2 separate regions of the Ovis aries genome follow, and region 1 is linked to region 2. The links are chromatin contacts, called in public Hi-C maps. All regions are on one chromosome and are shown on one strand. Each heading gives the region's core, a stretch centred on a gene start, on an enhancer-like site or on the middle of the called end of the contact. The rest is flanking DNA. Distances are from core to core; before and after follow the strand shown.

Evidence for each region. A called contact is a pair of places that touch in the nucleus more often than the background predicts.
Region 1: a Hi-C map of liver shows a contact between it and region 2, with 8 times the contacts expected there. The contact joins two enhancer-like sites. A contact is called at or near these places in 9 of 16 Hi-C or Micro-C datasets (blood, hypothalamus, liver and 3 more).

The regions. Positions count from the first base shown.
Region 1 is chr15:37,942,840-37,950,530 of ARS-UI_Ramb_v3.0, reverse strand. The region is part of intron 1 of LOC132657871 (a long non-coding RNA gene); the gene reads left to right. Among named protein-coding and RNA genes, the nearest start is that of PSMA1, 17 kb to the left of the region's middle. Within about 2 kb of position 2,475, at least 9 of the 54 cell types and tissues checked have an H3K27ac peak or open chromatin away from gene starts, as enhancers often do. A contact at or near this core is called in liver, where this site is marked.
Region 2 is chr15:37,730,155-37,737,851 of ARS-UI_Ramb_v3.0, reverse strand. PDE3B (phosphodiesterase 3B) reads left to right here. Exons shown (of 14, transcript XM_042233027.2): 2 at 4,870-4,920. Among named protein-coding and RNA genes, the nearest start is that of PDE3B, 110 kb to the left of the region's middle. Within about 2 kb of position 4,506, at least 3 of the 54 cell types and tissues checked have an H3K27ac peak or open chromatin away from gene starts, as enhancers often do. A contact at or near this core is called in liver, where this site is marked.

The DNA.
Region 1 (7,691 bases), core at 1,226-3,725, 210 kb before region 2:
GCACCAGCTTCCATACCCTATTAACTCTTCAGTGTCCAAGATGTTTAAGAAGAGTTGGGACCTCCACTGTGATTTGGACTGAAAGGGTAAATCAAGTTTTAAGCTCGAAGTTTACTTTATAAAATTTTTATCCACATCCCCTCCTCCCTCCCCTCCCATAGGCTCCTGCCCACAGTAGCTCAGTCAGCCGATTGGCATCAGAGGAGCACCGTTTGGAAGGGAGTGTGTGTGGGCAGTCTGCAGGTGAGGTCAGGGCTGCCAAGGCAGACCATGCGGTTTGTCCTGTGCCTACACCCAATACCTGACTTGTGCCTTTCCAGAGCATGAGTAGACACACAGCAGTCCTGCTGTTCAGGGTGTGGGTAATTTTGAAGTGTATTTTTTTTTAAATAACTCGTTCACAAGACTTAAGTTCAGCAAACAAGAGTGCATAAATGGGAGATATACCATGACCATGCATGGATTTAAGAGAGCTTCTCTGAAGCAGTTGTGCCAGAAAAACAAACCTACTCTGTGTTTTAAAAGTATTCTTGGAAGTCTTACTAGTGGCAGCAATTGTTCTTGTCTTGGCTTTTCAGAGGTTTGTTTATATGTGGGAATTTCACCAGGAGGTAATGCACAAAGCAAACGTTACACCTGAAGGCAGAATTTCCCTATGGTTTTGCTTTTCTCCACATAGAGAGATGTTATTAACTGATTTGTAAGGGTGCTTCTCTGTTGGCAAGAATAGGTATTTTCAGCAAGAAAGCCTATATCAGTCTCCTTATTTTTGAATCTCATTTCTTAGTTCTGTGCTGTTATTTTTAATTATTATTATTATGCCTGTTGCCAAGCTATTCCACTTTCCACAGAGTTGATTAGAGACCTGAGAAATCCAGGCCAACATAAAGACCCAGTTTCCAGATCAGACTACGTGAAAAAAGGAAAAAAAAAAAAGAACAGCAAAAGTACTAAAAGTCCGAAAAAGAGCTTAGCGCTGTAGAGGATAGAGATTAAAAACAGGAACTCACAGAAGGAAGACTGAAAGGATTAAAAAAAAAAATAGAGTACTGAGATGAAAATAAAATATATAAAAGAGAGAATAAAAATAGATCTGATCTATCTGGTGCTTTGCAGTGTTTAGCCTGGAGTGCTGGGTGGCTCCTTTGAGCAACAGAACCTCTCTCAAGAGTTGACATGAAAGACCGCTCTGGCACCGGTTTTGCATTTGTGACTTTAGAACTGAAACCCTTCCCTTGACCCTCTCCATCTCCCCAGCTCTGTTCAGACCATTCCCCTGGTTTCAGCTATCCCAATTGCTTCTCTCCATTTGGCTGGCTCTCAAATGCACAAGATTGTGTTTCCAGGCCATGACCTTGTCTCTTTGCAACTAAGATGATGAAAATAAGGACTTGCCACAGGGAGGCCTGGCGTGCTGCAATTCATGGGGTTGCAAAGAGTCGGACACGACTGAACTGAACTGAAATGATCCAGCCATGTTGTCTCAGGCCAGTTTGGGCAGTTCCTCCCCATTGGACCTAGTCCTCAGGACTCTTCTTTCTGTGAAAAATGTAGTGAGCTAGGCAGGCATTTAGGAGAGGTTTGTCCCCAGTGGGGATGGGATATCATTTCTCAGAAAATAGGCTGAGGTCATCTAAATGCAGAAAGAGCAAAAAGGTCCATCACTTCTGAACATAAATGTCTAATGACTGATACTGATAACGGACAGATTGCAACTGGATTTTCACCGAACAGTAAAATTCTACTTGCATGAGAAAGTATATGTGAGAGAGAAAAAAAAAGAAACTAACACATGGAGATTAGAGATCAACTTTTTCTCTTAGTAAATCTGAAGAAAAGTCCAATTAAAGGGGGACATAGTTTAGAATAAGTTATCTGATGTTAGTTTAATGCTCTTTTTTTGAAATGTGCATTTTGTTCCTGAGAAATGAATTGTACTTCCCTTTTCATTTTGAGGAGAGGGGCAAAAACTTGGGGGCATCATTCCTGTGTTCTAGTGCCAAAAGAAAATTATTGGCATGAGAAATGTTATGAATTTATGAAAAACAATAGTTTTTTTCCCCTAATTAGAGTGCTATGGTTTTCACTATTTTCCCCCATCACCATGAGAGTACATGTACAAAAAAATGGCATCTTTGCATACAACCCTTTGACCAGATTTCATAATTTTTGTTCTAAGCAGTCTTTACTAGTTTCAGTCTTTACAAATAAGTCTGTAAGTTTCTGAGGCAGCAAATATCATTAGGGTCTTCTCTGTCCTCTGCCTCTTGACCCCCAGCTGACACCCTCTATTCACCTAAAACGGTGAAGCTAGACCCTATTCTACAGAGCATTTTTTCCTTATGGTGCCACACAAAACCGTGGGGACTCCACTCTGGCCGAAGAGACAGACTGGCTGCCGACCAGTTCAGCTGGCTCAAGAGACGCCTGCTTCCTTGTCCTTTCACAGACAGTCCCTTCTGTGCTGACCTTTGACTAATTGGCAGGGCTCTTGAGCTCTGACCCTACTTCCTTTCTGGCCACACTCTTCCTCTCCACATTGTTGGTCCTTCTTGGAAGGGGGAAGAGCCTGAGGAAAAGGTGCTGGGGAGAGGAAAAGTGTTAAGTCCTGACATTCAAGCCCCTAAGGGTATTTTCCCCCTGCTTGATAAATGTTACTGTTCATTTAAATGGATGTCAACGAAAGACTTGCAAATTAGTGGAAACAGAATTTAGTGTAGTCTATGCATGGGGTAGGTAACATACAAATCTCAGGAGACTATGCTAGTTGTTCTGCAAATGTCCTATAATCTTTTTAAAATTCCATATTTAATGGATTTTTAAAAACATTTTCTTACTTTTTGTAATTATTATGATCTGTAGTTCCATTGTGTAGAAATAGATTCCAGGAAAAACTGCAATGCATATAGACAGTGATCAAAGAGCTTAAAAAACTGATGTTAAAGCTTTTAAAAATTCCAACAATTTATCTCATAATCAGTTAATTAATTAATTTTGAAAGAGCCCCAACTAATATATACCTAAGACCCTTCACAGTATGTTTAAAACATTTTTTTAAGGTAAGGAATATGGAAGATCGATTGTAAAACTGTAGAAGTTCCTTTTCAATTGTGAAAGCAAAGATTTGAATGTATTTTCCTGATTTCCCTTTGATGACTTCAGTTATGGCACCTTATTTGCATGTATGGCATCTCTCCTGCTAACTTCCTAGAAAAAAACTCCCTCCCTCATTTGGTCGTGTTTATGACCCTTTAATCTAGGCCCCTTACCTTCCGAAAGTTGGCATTCAACTGAAACCAGAGGGAAAAAAAAGAAAAAGGCTTTTCCCAGTTTGTTGGCAACTTGTTGAAGGCAATTGACTGCTTTTCAATAGAAAACATTTCCTTCCCCTATTGTGTCACCTCTACCCCTTAAAACACTTTCCAGAGCTCTGACTGAGCCCTCCCTGGGTTGCCAGACAATGGCTTCCTTTTAAGTAAACTTAGAAGCAGCTGGCGTCATACACAGGTATTTTCTTGAGAAAGGAATCATTGATTTCTACCCATAAGGTGTACATAGTTAAGAGCAGCACAGAGCTGAAAGGGACTTCCCAATTCAACCCCATCCATGAATTTTATAGGGGAAGAGACTGAGACCCAGAGAAATAAGGGTATAGTCCAAAAAGATGCCTCCCTTTTTCTGTGCTATGGACCACCTTGTCAGTCTGGTGAAGCCTGTGATTCCCTTTCAGAATATTTTTAAGCATGTCAAATAAAGTACATGGAGTTGGACCCCCTTCCTTAAATCATGTAAAAAAATTAATTCAAAATAGATCAAAAACACAAACATAAGAGCTAAAGCAATGCAATTCCAAGAAGAAAACATAAAATTAAACCTTATGAATGTAGATTAGGCAACGGTTTCTTTAGTCTTTTTCAGTTCAGTTCAGTTCAGTCGCTCAGTTGTGCCCAACTCTTTGTAACCCCATGAATTGCAGCACACCAGGCCTCCCTGTCCATCACCAACTCCCAGAGTTCACCCAAACTCATGTGCATAGAGTCGGTGATGCCATCCAGCCATCTCATCCTCTGTCGTCCCCTTTTCCTCCTGCCCCCAATCCCTCCCAGCATCAGGGTCTTTTCCAATGAGTCAACTCCTCGCATGAGGTGGCCAAAGTACTGGAGTTGGAGCCTCAGCATCAGTCCTTCCAATGAACACCCAGGACTGATCTCCTTTAGGATGGACTGGTTGGATCTCCTTGGAGTCCAAGGGACTAGCAGTTTTATTGAAATTTGATTCCTATGCCATTTTGTTTTTGTTAGTTGCTCAGTGTGTCTGCTGAGTCTTTGCGACCCTATGGATTGTAGCCTCTCAGGCTGTTCTGTCCATGGGATTTCCCAGGCAAGAATACTGGAGTGGGTTGCCATTTTCCACCCCCCACCCCCCCCACACCCCCTTCCCGCCCGGAGGATCTTCCTGACCCAAGGATAGAACCTGGGTCTCCTGTATGGCAGGAGATTCTTTACCATCTGAGCTGCCAGAGAAGCCCATAAAATTTGTCTATTTAAGATATGCACAGGTTTGGCATATTTACAGAACTGTACAACCATCACTGTAATCTAATTTTAGAACCTAATGTTTCACTTTTTTAAACAATAAGGAGGATTTATTGGTTCATGTACAGAGACTATCAAATAATGACACTAAGGTCTAGATTTGTCTAAGTCTGTCTGTTCTGTTCTTCTGTCATTTTTTTTTCTTAAGAAAAATTAGATCTAATAAGGGACTTGTAGCCAAAATATATAAAGAATATTGGCAGCTCAATAATTAAAGACAAGCAATCCAATTAAAGAATGGGTAAAAGATATGAATGGGCATTTATCCAAAGAAGAGATCCCATGACCCATGGCCTATAACCGTGTGAAAAAGTGCTCAGCATCATTAACTATTAGGGAAATTCAAATTCACTTCATACCCCTTAGGATAGCTGTAATAAAAAAGCATGCAATAATAAGTTGGAGAGGATGTTGTGAAATTGGAACCCTCAAACACTTCTAGTGATGAGCTAGAATGGTGCAACCACGTTGGAAAACAGTTTGGCAATTCTTCGAAAGGCTGAACATGGTATTACCATATGACCAAGTAATTTCACTCCTAGGTATAAACCTGGGCTTCCCAGGTGGCTCAAGTAGTAAAGAATCTGCCTGTCAGTGCAGGCATGGGTTCAGGAAAATCCCCTGGAAGAGGAAATGGCAACCTACTCTGGTGTTCTTGCCTGGAAAATCCCACAGACAGAGGAGCCTGGTGGGCTACAGTCTATGGGGTCTCAAGGAACTGAACATGACTTAGTGACTGAGAATATGGGTATAAACCCATTAAAAATGAAAACATAGCATATAATCTACACAAACATTTGTGAGTGCTCATAGCATTTCAGCTATTATTCATGCTGATTGAAAAGTAGAAATAACCTAAATGTCCATCAATATGAATAAACAAAATATGGTATAGCCATGCAGTGAAATATTAGATGGCAATAAAAAGGAATTGAAGTCCTGATACATGATACAACTTGGGTGAACCTTAAAAACATGCCAAGTAAAAGAAAACAGTGACAAAAGACTCACATTGTATGATTCCATTTATATGAAAGGTCCAGAATAGACAAATTTTATAAAGACCAAATGTATATCAGTGGTTGCCGAGGGCTGGGGGACAGAGAGGAAAAGAGTAGGTGGTGACTGCTACTGAGTATGAGTTTCCCTTCTTGTGGTGAAACTATTCTAAGCTTAGATTGTAGTGATGGCTGCATAAGCCTGTGATTATATTAAAGCCTTTGAATTGTACATGCACTTTAAATGGGTGAATTTTATGTTATATGATTTTTATCTCAACAAAGATGTCTTAAAAAAAAAATACATTGATTTCCCTGGTGGTACAGTGGATAAGAACCTGCCAGTAAGGGACACGGGTTTAATCCTTAGTATGGGAAGATTCTACATGCCAGAGAGCCACCAAGCCCATGTACCACAACTAAGCTGAAGCCCATTCGCCTAGAGCCTGTGCTGCACAGCAAGAGAAATCCCCGCTAGCCACACTAGAGAAAAGCCTGCACACAGCAATGAAGACCAGTACAGGTCCCTGCCTATATAAAGGGAGAGAGAGAGATGATAGAGAAAGCAAAGTATTTTTTAAAAATAAAATAGGTAAGAATCCAAAGGAATCCGATTCTATCAAAATACAGTTATCAGAATATTAAAAATAAATATCTGATATGGTAGCAATATATGTGCTTCTTTGTTAACATGTTAAATTACAAGATGTTTAACAGCAAGTCTGTTCAGTCAGTCAGTTCAGTCCCTCAGTTGTGTCCGACTCTTTGCGACCCCATGGACTGCAGAACTCCAGGCTTCCCGGTCCATCACCAACTCCTGGAGCTTACTCGAACTCATATCCATTGAGTCGGTGATGCCATCCAACCATCTTATCCTCTGTCATCCCCTTCTCCTCCCACCTTCAATCTTTCCCAGCATCAGGGTCTTTTCAAATGAGTCAGTTCTTCCCATCATGTGGCCGAAGTTTTGGAGTTTCAGCTTCAGCATCAATCCTTCCAATGAATATTCAGGACTGATTTCCTTTAGGATGGACTGGTCAGATCTCCTTGCAGTCCAAGGGGCTCTCAAGAGTCTTCTCCAACACCACAGTTCAAAAGCATTAACTCTTCAGCACTCAGCTTTCTCCACAGTCCAACTCTCACATCCATACATGACCACTGGAAAAACCATAGCCTTGACTAGATGGACCTTTGTTGACAAAGTAATGTCTCTGCTTTTTAATATGCTGTCTATTTTGGTCATAACTTTTCTTCCAAGGAGCAAGTGTCTTTTAATATCATGGCTGCAGTCACCATCTGCAGTGATTTTGGAGCCCCCAAAAATAAAGTCTGTCACTGTTTCCCCATTTATTTGCCATGAAGTGATGGGACTGGATGCCAGATCTTAGTTTTCTGAATGTTGAGCTTTAAGCCAACTTTCTCACTCTTCTCTTTCATTTTCATCAAAGGATCTTTAGTTCTTCTTTACTTTCTGCCATAAGGGTGGTGCCATCTGCATATCTCAGGTTATTGATATTTCTCCTGGCAATCTTGATTCCAGCTTGTGCTTCCTCCAGCCTGGCATTTAGTGTGATATACTCTGCATATGAGTTAAATAAGCAGAGTGACAATATACAGCCTTGATGTACTCCTTTCCTGATTTGGAACCAGTCTGTTGTTCCATGTCCAGTTCTAACTGTTGCTTCTTGAGCTGCATACAGATTTCTCAAGAGGCAGGTCAGGTGGTCTGGTATTCCCATCTCTTTAAGAATTTTCCAGTTTGTTGTGATCCACACAGTCAAAGGCTTTGGGATAGTCAATAAGCAAACGTAGATGTTTTTCTGGAACTCCCTTGCTTTTTCCATGATCCAACAAATGTTGGCAATTTGATCTCTGGTTTCTTTGCCTTTTGTAAACCCAGCTTGAACATCTGGAAGTTCATGGTTCACATGTTGTTGAAGTCTGGCTTGGAGAATTTTGAGCATTACTTTGCTAGTGTGTGAGATGAGTGCAATTGTGTGGTAGTTTGAGCATTTTTTGGCATTGTCTTTCTTTGGAATTGGAATGAAAACTGACTTTTTCCAGTCCTGCGGCCACTGCTGAGTTTCCAAATTTGCTG
Region 2 (7,697 bases), core at 3,257-5,756:
AAACAGATTCAAACAGAAACTTTTATCAGGATTCAACTTTTTAACCACAAAGAAAAGCTGAGTTTATAAAAGCACAGTTTTGGGTTTACTTTTATCAAATCAACTAAAAGAATTTTTTTAAATAATAGGCACCTCACATGTTACTTAAATTATGAGAAAATGCTGTTTTTAAAATTATTTTTGAACAGATGTCTACAGTGTGAAAATATGTACTAATTTCTGATACTGTGTAATATTTGAATTTAGATGGGAAGAGACAAATGGAGTACCGGAAGCTTCTAAAAACAGCAATTAAAATTCATCCTTTCGTGAAATGACATCTTATCATATAACAGAACCATGTTTTGAGAACATACCATAGTCACTAAAACTCTTTTTTACTTGATTCAAAATTTAATAATATTTGAATTATTTATCCTTATATTTATTTATAGGATTTCCTTTGATATTGAGAGAGAAGTTTAGGTTTTGCTGACTTTGGAACAATTGATATAGAGCATATACTGGCTACTTGGAGGTAAAATTTTAAAAAAGCTCCATGTTATTTTGGAGGAATGAATGCTTTTACCAATGTTTCTTAAACTTTTAATACCCATCCACCATCCACTGTGTATTCAGTGTGTGTGGTGGTTACCTACCAGTATTAAATAAATGTATTAAAATGACTCAGTTTTTAAAAACAAAATTAGTGAACATTGTTTGCAATATTAAAGATACTTGTTTTAGCTCACTGATGAGTAAATAGGTTGTGTATTGTAGATTCACAACCTATTTAACATAGTCTGTATACCCAACCAGATTCTTTTTTCTATTTTCTTAACTTGAAAAAATTAGAGCAAAATTGTAATTTACAGTGGAATGCAGCGAGTAGTTTTTTGACTGTTGACTCTGAATACTGAAATTCAACATGGACCCTGTAATCGTAAAGAGATTTGTCACTGAAAATTACTTTTGAGGCTGTGTCTGTTGCTAAGTAAATGGGCATTGTCATGCTTAAAAACTTGAGAAATAGAAGCTCTTTGCATTTTATTGCAAAAAATACTCCTATCTGCTATTTATAGTTTTTATTTGCACTCCATTTTCCCACAGCACACTGAAAAGATGTACTTTCTGTGGCCAAACATTGAATGCATTTACTCTTACACTATTTCTCTACCACTGAATCGTGCCCAGCGTGTGTTTTAACCACCAGCCGTTTTCTGTGAATAAAGCAGTGATAGATCTGCAGTTAAGAGATACTCTCATTGTTTAGCCAGGCTCTTCTTTGCTGTGCAATAACTGATTCAGAACTAATTCCAGCACATTTTCAAGTCTCTATCATAGTTCACAAAATAATGATTAAATAGGAAAAAAAAAATTCCTATTTTGTAATATGGGTTTTTCAGTGATAAACATAAAAAAGTTGCCCCCCATCTTCTGCTGTGTGTATTGAACGTAAACCAAGAGCTGGTCTAGATTCATCCCATGTGTGCATTTACTCTTTGCAACCCCTTGGACTGTAGCCCACTAGACTCCTCTGTCCATGGGATTCTCCAGGCAAGAATAACGGAAGGGTTGTCATTCCCTTCTCCAAAGATCTTCCTGACCCAGAGATTGAACCCAGGTCTCCTGTACCGTAGGCAGACTCTTACCGTCTGAGCCACCAGGAAAGCCCCTGAAGTATTTGCTGTGTATAAATATGACAGTAATCACTCTTGCCTTATATGCCTTTTCAGTTCTGTGATGTCCCAGGGTGTTGCATAGTAAATACATTTTGGAGATGTTTTGGTCTGTTCTCTCTTCTGGCATAAAGTTTATCATCTGTGTGGTTAATTTTACACATCTCTTGGCAATTATATGCTTTTCCTTTGGGGTGCACAGAAGCTGAATAGTGCCTCCAGTTTATGTCACTTCTATTTTAGAAGCAGAAATCTTCAGTTTCATATAAGAAAGTTTTATGTGATTGTTCTGGAAAAGTTCTACTGGTTTACCGAAAAGGCTTCACATTTTGCGTGACTGTCATAAAACTTTCAAAGTAGATAACATGCAGTCTAAAGAAAGAGTCCAGTTTTTAGATGGTCACTGTTGTATGGTTTAGTAATATTTTTGCTTTTATGGTTTTGTGTGGTATTATCACACCCACAGATTTGTAGTGAGTTTATATTAGTGTTGTTCTTGATGTAGGCTTAACATTTATTTGGAGTTATTTATGTTACTGTTTTTGTTAGTACCTTGAGCTTTAGAAAACCAATTTTGAGCCATTTGTTTTTTTGATTGGCGAATAAGAAATGCCAAGAAAGCAAATTCAATAGATAAAAGCAATAATATTCAAATGACATGAAATAGCAAATTTTACATCAAATTGGTATAAACATCTCTAAACATTTACTCTTCATTTCTGTACTTTCTTATTGTGGACCACACATTGAGTAACTCTGCTCTAAGATGTATCTCGCTGCAGCTGTATGATTCCTGGATCATACATCTTCTACTACTTACGCAGAAATTTTGTTTTCTCAAAATCACTAATATTCTTCTTGTCCAGTTTACACAGAAGTCAGTCTGCCAGCGATTTGTGGCTTTCACTGTATCTATTTCAGTTCCTAATATGCAGGGGATTTCAGACTAAGACCTGCTGCTTTTTGGCAAATGTATTTTTGATCACAGAGAAAGTGACTGCAAATAAGACAGCTACTGCTCGAGAGTTTATTCAAAGCCAGAGTAGCAGGTGGGAAGCAAGGAATGTTAAGAAACCCTCATGATGAAAGTATGCTGGAGTTAGCAAGAAATCAGCTTCTACTCAGACTGATGAGGAGGAGAAATGAGGCCCAGGTATGTCACCATTTGATGGTACCCTTGTAGAAGAAATGTGGGAGTATGGATTGGACAATAGCATGTTAGGCAAGTGTGCAGACTCAGACACAAATCTCATAGGTAGTCTTTAGTGACCCAGTCGGTGGTCCTGTCTTCATTCCTGTCCACTCTGTACTTTTTTTTTTTTAGTGAACTTAAGGAAGCATCACATTTACAAATGTCATGATGATGGGAAGAATGGTAAATGGGCTAGTCAACATTCCACTCTCCAAAGAAATTTGGACAGGCTAAAATCAGGACTGAAGTAAAGTATTGCACTCGGGACTAAAAAGCCAGTTGTGTAACCATAGCATGCAAATAGAACATGTATTCCCTGGTGGCTCAGATGGTAAAGAACCTGCCTGCAGTGCAAGAGACCCAGGTTCGATTTCTGGGTCAGGAAGATGCCCTGGAGAAGGGAATGGCAACCCACTTCAGTATTTTTGCCTGGAGAATTCCATGGGTGGAGGAGCCTGGCAGGTTACAGTCCATGGGGTTGTAGAGTCAGACATGACTGAGCAACTAACACTTTCACTACTTTTTATAACAAGTATACAAGAAACTTGGGGATTTTAGGTTACTTTAATCCTAATGTGAATGTTCTTAGGAAGTTGTTAGTGTCTTAAACTGCATTAATTAATGCAGTATATATGCTGGTTAAATCACAGCCTGAAGCAATTATATGAGGACCACACTTAGGGCTATATAAAATACTGTGTAAATTTGATGAGTCTACTAATATATATTAAATTCTTTTCATGTTGCTGTACCATAGCAATTTTGCAGGTACTAGTCCATCAATTTTGTAAGCAGTTATGTATGTCTGGATTTTCTTTTGGAAGAAATATGTTCTTTTCACTGGCAAGAGATGACTTTCTGCAAGGATGTTGACAAGGAGATGGTGATAAGGACAACCAATGATTTTTAAAAGGGGTCTCCAAGCTGTAGACCACAACTAAATCCTGCTAGCAACCTTTTTTGTGTGGTCACAGAGCTAAGAATATTTGTTTTGTTTTGCATTTTAAAGGATTGTAAAACAGAAAGCAAAGAATATGCCATGGAGACCTTATGTGGCTTGCAAAGCCTAAATTATCTATACCTTTATGAAAAAATTCTGTCAACTCCTAGATGAAATATTGGACCAATGAAAGAAGAGATAACATTTTAAGATCTTTTGCATCAGGAGCCTGATGACTAGAAACAAATATTTCAGTACAGAGAAATTGTGTGATTGGATTACAAATTAACTAGGCTTATGTTCACGGTTAGGGTTCAAAGCTATGTAGAAAATCGTCATTATATCAGTTATTTAGGCAAAAGGAAGAAACTTATTTAACAATTTAAGTAAATTTAAAAGAAATTAGATTTAATCGTAGTTAGCAGCTATAGCTTGCCAAATTTGAGCTAATTTTGTCTACTTGAACAGTCGTTGACTGTTGGATGGGGAAGTAGCCCCACAGCCTGCTAGGAAGAGACGGGCAGGAAAAAACTAGTCTAGTACTAAGAAGTTATCATTGATAATCTATAAAGAAGAGAAACAGAGAAACTAATTAAATCTGTGAATCAAAAGGGTTGTGTGTAACTTTTTATAAATCCACTCTTTTATGCTTTATGTAACCCACAGGCAAGGTTTTTAAAGGTGCTTTTGACAACAGAGCCTTGTTGGTAAGGAAATAGCACCACCTACTGACACTGGTTTAAAATGACAAATTATGAGCCATTGGAGAGGTTGGGAAGGGGGGAGAGCGGTGATTTCTCATTTTTCCTGTATTTTTAGTAAATGGATGTGATTTTGGATTTATATTTTTGGTTCTGTGGTAATAGATATTTTAAAGGTTACTATAGCTTAGTTTAGTGACTTTATTCTGACTCTTGCTTTTTCAATCACAGAGTGTGTAATTAATGAAATATTCCATCTAGAGATCATTTTTATTCTCACCTCCCCAATTTCTCTCCCAAAATTTAAGCTGTTTTTGTGTAATTGAAGATGCTCCATTTTGTAACTAAATGAATTCTTTTATTTATTTTTTCTTTCAGATGATTCTTTGGGATTGGGACTTAAAGCAGTGGTATAAACCTCACTATCAGGTAAATATAAATGGTATCACTAATAGTTACCATCTGTAATCACATTTTTGACATATAAAGTTACATTCAGAAGACTTCTGTGCCATAAGATTTTTCTTTAGCTGAATTAAAATAACCAAAACTTCATTTAGGTAGATTTTTTAAAAATAAATTTTAATTGCAAAGGAAAAGAAAATGATCAGTAACCAAATGTATATAGTTAGTTTTTAAATGTTGCTGGTACAATCTGGGCTATCAATAGGAAATTGCACAGATGAATGAATTTTCACAAATTAAACTTCCCATGTCACTAGTACCCATAACAAAAAATAGAACATTACCAGCATCCTACAAGCCTCACTTATGTACCATTGTAGTCATTACGTATGTCTCCAGAGAAAATCCCCTATTCATACTTCTAGAAATTAGTTTTATTTATGAAATATATATATAGATAGATATACACATATGGAATCATACGAAATGGACTTTTTAAAAGATTTTTCATCACTTTATGTTGGTATCAGTGAAACTGAAAATAGACGTGTAGGAGAACAAAGGAAAATCAAACATCAAGGGATAACTTTGTTAACTTTTGATATATATCTTTATAGATCTTTTCCTAGTTTTCCAGTGTACTGAAATGTATAGTTTGTATAATTTTAGTACAAAAATGATATTATATTCCCTATGCTATTTTGAAACCTGATTTTTTTTATACTAACAGATTAATAAATATCAAATCCTTGTCATACGTGTGTACAGAAACATTAACTCTATTTATCACATCTATTTATTTAATGTTAGTTGTTCCAACATAAAACTTTGAAAAATGAACACCCCTTTGAATGGCTGAGTCTTATTTTTAAACAATAAATGGGATAACCACAACAGCCTATATTCTCTGATGTCACTGTTACAGTCAGGTGAAGTGAGGAAGGCCACATCTGACCTGTTAAATAAAAGGGACTGGGGTTTCTTGACCTAAATAGTGGCCTTTGCCTCAGTCATGTCCACCAAGATTCTCAGTTTCGAATTAAAAGAGTATCATCTACGTGCTCTGTCACTCAGTCATGGGCGACTCTTTGCGACCCCATGGACCCCACCAGGCTCCTCTGTCCATGGAATTTTCCAGGCAAGAATACTGAAGTGGGTTGCCATTTCCTTCTCCAGGAGAAGAGTATCTAAATTACTGCTAAAATCTAAAGATAGTAAGCAGTGATGGTTCAAGCATGGGCTTGTAGTCTCACAGAATTTTATTTCTTCTACCCCTCTTTTTCTTTTGAATAATCCTTAAAAAAAAAAAAAAGAAAAGAAATGTAGGGGGTTCCCTGGCAGTCTGGTGGTTAGAACTGGGTGCTTTTATTGCCCTGGTCTCGAGTTTGATCCCTGGTTGAGGAATTCAAGATATGGTAGGCCACACAGCATGGCCAAAAAAAGAAAAAATTGGAAGTGTAACACTCATGTATAAAAGTGCACAAGTCACAACTGTACAACTTGATGAATTTTCTCAGTGAATATATACATGTGACCATTTTTCAGATGAATTCAGCACCCCAAAAGTCCCCTGCCTAGTCATCAGCTTCTCCCAGGTGTTATTTCAGTACTGATTTCTGTCATCACAACTTAGTCTTTTTCTGAATTGTAAGTAAATAGAATCACTCATATGTGTTTTCTGTTTTACTTTTTTCAAAATTTATCTGTATGATTAATTCGTTATTATGCGTAGTAGTAATTCACCCACTCTTATTCCATTTAGTGTTTTATTGAATGAATATACACGCAATTCATCCAGTCTATAGTAGACTGACATTTATTTTTCAGTTTTTTGTCTATTTCAAGTTACGCTGTTGGAATATTCTTGATGTCTTTTGTTGGATATTAGAGGGGAGTATGCATGTATATGTTCAGTTTTAGCAGGAAGCACCAGATAATTTTCCAAAGAGAGTTTATTACTTTTACCCAGCCATCAGCAGTATATAGGTGTTCCCAGTTGATCCACATCTTTGTCAGCACTTGGTAGTGTCTGTTTTAAATCATTCTGGTAGCTGTTGAAGAGTATCTTATTGTGGTTTTAATATTTGCATTTCATTGATGGCTCATCAGGTTGAGAATCTTTTCATGTTAATTTGCTACTCAGATATCCTCTGGTGAAGATCTTTTCCCCATTTTTTCCCCACCAATTATCTACCTTTTACTTAGTGATCAGTAGGAGTTCTTTATGTATTTTGGACATGAATATTCCTTAAGAAATCTTCTCCCTGTCTGTGGCTAATCATGGTGTCTTATTGAAAACACTCTATTCATCAATCATTTCCTTTTATGTCAACTTATCATTTCCTTTTTATTTAGTGGTTTTTGTATGTGTCCTACATAAGAACATCTTGTCTACTCCCTAGGCGGTGTCTACCCTCTTCTGTTACCTCCTAGCAGTTTTATTGTTTTACTTTCCATTTTTAGATCTGTAATACATCTATAATTGATTTTTCTGTATTGTGGTTTATGTATCAAGACAGCTTTTTTCCCACATAGTTATCTAGTTGATCCACTTCCAGTTATTGAGAAAAAAATCTATCTTTCTTCTTTGCACTGTATTGTCACCTTTGTCTTTTTTTATGTTAAAAATCTCGCTATTTTTTTAGATGGTAATAAGCTAACTTTTTTTTTAATACAAATTTATTTTAATTGGAGGTTAATTACTTTACAATATTGTATTGGTTTTGCCATGCATCAACATGAATCTGCCACAGGTATACACGTGTTCCCCATCCTGAACCCCCCTCCTTCCTCCCTCCCCG